3 separate regions of the Gossypium hirsutum genome follow, and regions 1 and 2 are each linked to region 3. Evidence: chromatin contacts called from public Hi-C data. All regions are on one chromosome and are shown on one strand. The core of a region is the stretch at or near the end of the contact, and the rest is flanking DNA. Distances in the headings are between cores, read along the strand shown.

Region 1 (2,700 bases), core at 147-2,646, 150 kb after region 3:
TTCCGAAAAATAATTTACTGGCAAACAAACGTAGCTTAATATTTTTTTAAAGATTTTATTTTAGTTTCTTTTTTTTTTTACATTTTTTTGTTCTCGATTTTCATGGTTTGGACCAAACTGTTATCTATGGGCCAATTTTGTTTTTGTTTTGTTTTATAAGTTAATAAAATGTCCAGCCCGATAATCTTCAAAAAAAAAAAAGATACGTACATATTAAAATTATATATTAATTTTTTGTAAATATATTTTTAAAAAAATTATTTTAAAAATAATATATATTATTAAATTTATTTTTTAAAATAATATTTTTAAAAAATATTTTATTAGTTTTTAAAATATTATATAGATTATTGCTATTTGTTTTATTTTAAATTTAAAAAAAGAAGAAGGTATTTTACATCCATTACTAAACTATTCCAAAACATCATTCTTATCTATCGAACAATAATTTATTATTCTTTATCTATTACATTAAATTAACTGAATATCGTGTCCATTTCCACTTAATAGTTATTCTATTACAATAAACCAAATATATAGTTAGAATCCTTAAATTTGAAGTTACAAAATAATGCAGGAACATTACCCCTCCTAGCAAGAAAATCGTGCAATCCAAAGAAGATATTTTTAATATGATATAGGGTTTGTTTAGTAGTGATTAAAAAAATTTACTTTTTGAAGAAAAGTTGAAATTTTTTGTTTTTCAAAAACACCTTTAAAAAGGATAAGCTAAAGCTTTTAGCTTTTCCTCTTCTAAAAGTATTTTTAGTATTTAATTACTTTTTCATCCCTCCAACAATATAATACTTTACATTCTTTCTTTTTTCCCTCGGTGTTTAATTACAAATGTGTTCAAATCATTAATTAAAAATAAAAAAATATTTTTTAAAATAATACAAATATGTTAATATCTAATTACAAATATTTAATGGTTATATTTAAATATTTAAAATATAGTTTATATATTCTAATTAAATTTTATAAATAATTAATATTTATTGCTTAAAAATATTTAAAATTTTTATTTCATATATTAAAATATTAACAACAATTTATAAAAAAAATTTATATTCTTACTAAAATATAATAATATTAATTAATTTTAATATTATTTAAATACATATTTGTTACTTGATAATATCATGTTTAATATGAACATTTTATTTTTTAAAATCACTTTTTGAGAAGAATACTAAACACTTAAATCTTGAACTAACATTTTTAAAAATACTTCTTAAAAATATTTTTTAAAAGCACTTTTCAAAAACATTATTAAACTAACCCATAATATTTTGCTACGTTCGACCCCAAGAAAATTAGGCCTAAAATAAGGTTGTCTAGTGCAAGCATGGGCGGCACATGCAAGTCAGGTTTAAAACCCTCGTCGACATGGGCACTTTGTACATCGCTTTCATGCTCTTAACGTGTTCAACTTTTGTTTTGGGTCTATTGATCTTATCTGCTGATTAAGCTTTGGAGTTTTTAGCTGCTTGTTTTTTAATTGTGCTACTCTTCTATCATTTCCAATGCCATACTTTTGCATAAGTGTTTCACTTTCATCTCACCCACATCATTTCCCCTTACAAAACACATTTATTAGTAATCATAACTTCATAATCTTATCATAACCCACACCGATTTTGAATTTGTCAAACATTGCTTTTCCTACCTCATGTTTATCTTCAAGTCATGGTTTCTTTTCTCCACTTTCCATTTCCTAAAATATTTCTTTCTATTTATTAGTTTTAGATTATAAAATTGTTCTACTCAATTTTAGTCATACTTAAATATAAGTATTATAAAAAAATTTATATTAAAAATTAGATTATATTTTGATCATTTTATTAAAAAAATGAGTAAATTAGTTCTTCTACATTAGATCAAAGAGTAATTTGGTCCTTCAATTAAAAATTTCATTCATTTTTGCTTATAAAAATTGGTCTTTGTATGTCAGTATGAGGTATATGTGGCATGCAACGTGTCACTTCTGGTTATTCTATCAACCACACTAAATTTTAACAGCAAAATCGGATGAAATTTTTAATACAAATAATTAATTTACTCTTTGATCTAATATATAGATACTAATTTACTTATTTTTCGAATAAATGAAACAAAATATAATCAAATTTCTAATTCATAATACTTTTTAGAAGTGATATAGAGAGTATAGATATGACCCAACCTCCTCTCAAAATAGATTGTTATATTATCAAAGTGTTTTTCTCCACCCTGTGATGGCATGACATAAGAATCATTCTCTTTATCACTCATCATCATTCAAGTTGAGAAACCAAATTTCATCATTGTTAATTGAACTCCAAAGTCCAAATGAAATAATCAATCTATCTAATATCGATTTGAAAATTTTATCCAAAACATTGGATAACATAACACTTTAGTTCTCTCTCTCAAATCATAACGGGAGGGGACCCTAACCGGTTCAGATTTCTCTTTACATTGTGTTATTCTATTGGTTTCTCCATTTTATTTTTTTTCTTTATATAAAAAGTTGAATGATAGTAGTTGTGTTAGTTTTCCTTTTAAAGTTGTGAGTGATGAATAAGACCCAAGTCGAGGGGCTTGGTCCAACAGGACAAAACAAAAAGATAAGCTCTTAATAGGGCGGTTAATGGATGGTTAGGACTTAGGTAAGGTCTAGTGACAATATCTTGCTCATCTTAATATCTTCTACCTATT
Region 2 (2,700 bases), core at 181-2,680, 170 kb after region 3:
AAATAGTCAACATACCACAAAGATTGGTGATGGCATTTGAAATAGCCAAGGCAGTGCAAACACCATTTCCACACCCAGACATATCTTCACCAAGCAACAATTTTGCAAATCTTTCCTTCATCAACTCAATCTCTGCAACCCCATTACGAAATACATCAATAAAATAAATCAAACAAGGAAAATGAGAGACATTTTCTTATAGTAGTCATAATACCTGAAACCGTGGAACCTTGTTTCTCCAATTTCCTATCATCCATGGGGGTTTTCTTTCTATCTTCACTAAAACTACTACAGATGCTGCTGTCTTCTGTTTCCGCAATTTCCTGCCCATGCCAATCCAATGAAGGTGGTGAATATAAATCTTCCTCAGAACTACTGTGACTGTGTTCCTCCTCATGCACTGTTGTTTCTGATGTGAAAAGATCAGAACTTGAACTACTTTCACGACCCTTGTCTTCAAGTAACACAGCAAAGGTCCCCATTTGAACCCCATTTTCACCAAAGCTTTTAATCTTCTCTTCAAACCTTTCTTTCTTCTCAACCAAACCCTCCATGTCAGCTCTCTTTTCTTCAAGAACACCAGGTGAATCAGGAACAGCAGAGTTGTTAACTATTGTACCACTATAATCTAATCTCTCTAAGCAACACACATTTGGCTCTATAGCTCTGTAGCACAAGCTTTTAACAGATTTTGGAACCCAAAAGCTACTAGCTTTTAGCTTTGGTACAGGCAAACAAAGCTTGAACTGGTAATCTTCTTGTTGGGTTGAGCCTATGTGCTCTCGGTGGATGAAAGGTCCATCCATAAGGCTAAAACCATACCTGCATTAAGGCAGAATGGAAGTAAAAAAAAAAAAAAAAAAGACTCAGAAATATAATATGGGTTTTTCCTTTTCTTAATGTATGAGAGAAAAAAGTGTGAAGCTATGTGGTCTTATATTATGAAGTAAAGCTGGTAATAACTATTTGAAGAGAATCCCCAGTTTTCCTTTTTGTTATTTTTCCTAAGTTGTCATGTTCTTAAGCAGACAAGAAAAGGGCTTGACAATGTCTAGGCTTTGTTTGAAAATTAAAAGTAGGGTGGTGATGGGAGGATGTATCCATTCAAATCCATGACGTCTATCCTTTCAATTTATGTTGTTTTTAAGATCCTAATAAGATGCACACAATGCCTTTAGTTTCAAAATTTAGGAGTTCTAGAAGTTGTTTTTGGTGTAAAGGAGAAGTTGTTCTTCAAGCGCTCCACATTGTCTGTGTCATGTTTTCTTATTTGGAATCTTCTTTTCCAAACCCAAATCAAACTTTTTATCATTTCTTCTTTACTTTGAATTGTAAATGAAATTCAACAGGATGATATACATATCAACCATCACCAACTTTTATTCTTTTATTTGAATTCAATGCCAATTTTGCTTTTATAAATCACATTTCAGTTTTACTCATAAATTTATTGCTATTAATTTTTTAAATTACCTACTTTAAACATATTTTAATGGTTTAGTATGTCAGTTTTTATTTACTTTTATTGAAGTCTAATTTTCCTTTAAAAGTTAAAACTAATTTGATCATAACTTTTTCTTTTTATTTTTTTACATAATTTTCGAGAATGAATAAATAATTGACAAGTAGAGTAGATAAAATAAGTAATGAATCGAATTTCAAAGTGGGTATGTTTTATATTTAAGTAAATTATGTTAGATTGGGATTATTTTAAAAATAATGTAAAATTAAACAATTAAATAGTTGTTAATTTTTGAAGGCCCCAATGTGAAAGTGTTTAGATTATAATAAGATTATGGGAAGGGTAAAACATTTTTTTTAATTTAATTTGGAAAACGAGTAATTAAGATGTGAAAGCTATTCTTATAATTGAGAATGAAAAAGAAAAATGAAGATGTGGGTATTGTCATTTATTAATTAAGAATATTTGAGGATTTCTTTAAGTATCAAATAATTATAACTATATAAAATTAACATTTCCACTTCCTTTGATTAATGTGGTTGTTCCTTTTGGAGAGGGTTAAATGCATTAGGATTCCAATTTTTTAAACTTTCTTAGTTTGTTTGTTATGTAGGGCTGGAAACCCCTTTATTTTTATGGTTGGAATATTTTTTGGTTTTAGGAGTGTGTGATGCAGCATCCACATTTAAATGGTAGGTTTTGAAATTTGAATCCCTAAGTACTCCTCTTCTTTTCTTATCCTTTTTCAGCTTTCAAGTTTAAACCAATGTATGTATTTAAGTTGCCCCAACTTAAAACTTTTTTTTAAAATCAAGGGATATTATATTTTTTTTCCTTAAATTTTGCAACTACATTCTACTTTAGCATTTATAATTGTACTTTTTTTTTAAAAAAAAATTTACATGGTACCTCATATCTATTTTGGTTATTAAATATTATATGTAACACTTTAAAATTATACCATATCATCATCGCCTAAAAATTTATATAATTTTTTTAAAAAAAATTTAAGCGATAAATGTGACACATTCTTAAAGTGTCACATTATTAAATTTTTTTAAATATTTTTTTAGTTTAAGAATCAAATCGAATCTAATTATTAAATTTAGATACTAAAATGAATAAAAAATATAAATAATAGAGGAAATTACAAAATTCAAGAGACAAAAATTATGTTAGATTGATTATTGAATAAAAATTTTAGTCGAGTTTCAACATAGGATTGATGCTCGTATAAT
Region 3 (2,700 bases), core at 119-2,618:
GCCCGAGAGGGAGGGAGCCCCTGGAAACCTCATTCGACGTAGAAGCGCTGCCACGAATAATGCTTGGAACCACATAGCCACTGTCAGTGACCTTGTCACTATAGATAGCAGACCCGTATCTCTGTAGATTTAGCTCCAAAGGAAGATTGTTTTGGTGGGTATTATGAGAAGATAAAGAAAGAGACAAGGCCTGAGCAGTGGCACTGGACTCGTGGTTCAAGGACAAAGGTTCAGGTTTATAAACCACGACTTCACCACCACTGTTATAAGACTCGTCAAAATCTCTTATGGTTTGAAGGTTTTGCGGGGTATAAAGGAAAGGGCTGTTATTCATATCATGAATAGAGCTAGGGTTCACGGGTAAAGACGATTGTCCGTCCAAATAAGGGTGATGATGAGAAGCTGATGAAGAACCATTAACAACCCCACCAACAAAACCCATGGAATTCACACCTTTAACTCCACAAACGAGGCTACTGTTTTTACCAGAAGCCGAAGCCGAAAGCTGGTTGGCCTGGTGATGGTGAAAGTCATGGGTAGCACTAGCGTTGGCAGCGCAAGTCAACAAATCGGAGGAAAGAAGAGAAGCCTCGTACAAAGGAAGTAGACCTGAGCAGCCTGAAAGTGTAACAGCCGTCGATTCAACACAAGCTGAGTGGTTTTGTGCCACAATTCTTAGCTTATCTCTTCTGCTTTGTTGTGGGACATGGTAGGGCTCGAAACCCTCCGCCATAGCCACACAAAAACAATAAAAAAAAACTCTCTAGCTGAAACTCTAAGAGATAGACACACACAGTTTTTACTGTTTCAGTCTACAAGAAAACCCCCCAGAAAAAAAAATGAAATTTATTGAAAAGGGTACAGAAAAGAGAAACAGCAACCAAAGAGAGAAAGTAAATAGGTAGAACAAGATGACTATATCCTTGATATTGTAAGGTTTTATATTAAAAAAGGATTTGATTAGAGAAAAAACAGTGAAAAAGATAAAAGGTGTGGGTTATATTTTGTAAATGATTTAATGAAAGGTTGATCATGGCAGAGAAGAGAAAGCTGGTGCAGTTAACAACTGATTCGTTCAAGAAATACAGAAATTTTGGCCCTGGGACTTAAAAAACTTCACACATCTTTCTCCTTGGTTCTTTTTTTTTTTTTCCTTACACAAAAAGAAATGAACTCAATGTCATGTTAGCCACTCACTCTCAAACTCAAAAAACGCACACCGGCACTCGAACGGAATCTTTGTTTATTTTTTTTCTCTGTGATCTTTCTCTCTCTGACCACTTCGAACGTCTGGTGATCATAGGGTTTCGAGAGACCGGAAGATGACCGGCTATTTGCGGTAATAATTGAACTAACTGTGTTGCAGATATTTCTGACAAAGGTTGGGGGAGATGTTTTGTCGTTTTATCTATTCTTTTGGTGTTTTATGCTATGGGGTTATTCTAACCAGCAAATCAAAAAAGAAGAAAAAAAAAAGTAGCTTTTTTTATTATTATATTCTATGACTGACTATTCATATCTTTATGAAAAAAATAAAACCTATTTTATTTTATTTTATTATTTTGATTTCATAAATATGAAGATGTGAAAATTTGGTTTATTGTGTAAAAAACGATCATTGCCTCTGAGGTGATGACGCACGTGAGGAGATTGATGAATGAAAGACAGGCTGAGTTTGCCGATCTTAACACTCAATCCCATCTATCCCTCCAATGCTTTCGATTTTCGCTTTACGATGTTTTCTTTCTTCTAATCTTTATTATTTTCTCAACTTATTGTGTTTTCTTTTTCAACTTTAACAAAATATATCTTGTTTACTTAAAACCACATCCAATTCGAGTTAGATTAATGATCAATAATTTAATTAATTTCATTGATTTAAAGAGTTAAATTAAATAAATTAATAAAATATTAAAAATCGGTTCAATTATATTAATTTATATCAACTCTCAATTCAATTAATCTAAAATCTTTCTCAAAATTAGTACCCTAACAATTCTTATTTCAACCAAACGATTAACTTGATACAATTTAGATTATCATGATGTCACTCATTAATCAAATGAATCTCGATTCAATTATAAATTTACTAAAAATCATTATTTATAGAAAAATAAAAAAAATTTAGAGTTATATTCAATTATACATTTTCTTTTATGAATTCATGTTTCAAAATGAATATTTTATTTAAATTCCCACAAATAAAAGTTAAATAAACCTAACATTGAACAAGTATATATACTTTATCTTATCAATGTGTGTATATATTATTTTTCTGTTTTTAAGAGTTATATTAAGGGACTCGTAGTTGATGCTAAAGTAAGATATATGATTAACCTTTATTCCACAGGAAATTTAATGTTAGAACCTATTTTATATTTGCCTTTTTTTTTATATTATATGATTCTCTTGTCTCTATATCTGTATTTTTATATATAAAAGTTTTGCACCATATAATCGTGTAACCTGCCAAAAATCATTTTTTAAATTTCCTGGACAAAAGTAAATGAAATCATTGATGTCTTGTAGATCTTTATGTGGCATATTTACAGTTGAAGTGTTTATTTTTCTTCTAGCTATGGTTTCATATAACGAAATCATCAACTCATTAATAATTGATTAAGTTTACATCTAACATAACTTTCTAATTTGTTTTTATTTTTTAAATTCATAAGAAATTTTCGAGATTAGGTCCAAACT

Evidence for each region. A called contact is a pair of places that touch in the nucleus more often than the background predicts.
Region 1: a contact with region 3 is called in a Hi-C map of leaf, with 2.3 times the contacts expected there. The contact joins the enhancer-like site here to the promoter of LOC107948834 in region 3. A contact is called at or near these places in 5 of 34 Hi-C or Micro-C datasets (anther, leaf and seedling).
Region 2: a Hi-C map of leaf shows a contact between it and region 3, with 2.0 times the contacts expected there. The contact joins the promoter of LOC121228162 here to the promoter of LOC107948834 in region 3. A contact is called at or near these places in 4 of 34 Hi-C or Micro-C datasets (all in leaf).

What each region holds. Positions count from the first base shown.
Region 1 is chrA04:74,818,210-74,820,909 of Gossypium_hirsutum_v2.1, forward strand. No RefSeq gene overlaps it. Among protein-coding and RNA genes, the nearest start is that of LOC107948836, 4.0 kb to the left of the region's middle. Within about 2 kb of position 1,397, at least 2 of the 9 cell types and tissues checked have an H3K27ac peak or open chromatin away from gene starts, as enhancers often do. A contact at or near this core is called in leaf, where this site is marked.
Region 2 is chrA04:74,837,642-74,840,341 of Gossypium_hirsutum_v2.1, forward strand. LOC121228162 (rop guanine nucleotide exchange factor 7) reads right to left here and starts at 1,431. Exons shown (of 7, transcript XM_041111376.1): 1 at 215-1,431; 2 at 16-132. The coding sequence starts at 806. It also overlaps the pseudogene LOC107948841.
Region 3 is chrA04:74,671,134-74,673,833 of Gossypium_hirsutum_v2.1, forward strand. LOC107948834 (BEL1-like homeodomain protein 9) reads right to left here and starts at 1,369. Exons shown (of 4, transcript XM_016883487.2): 1 at 1-1,369. The coding sequence starts at 733.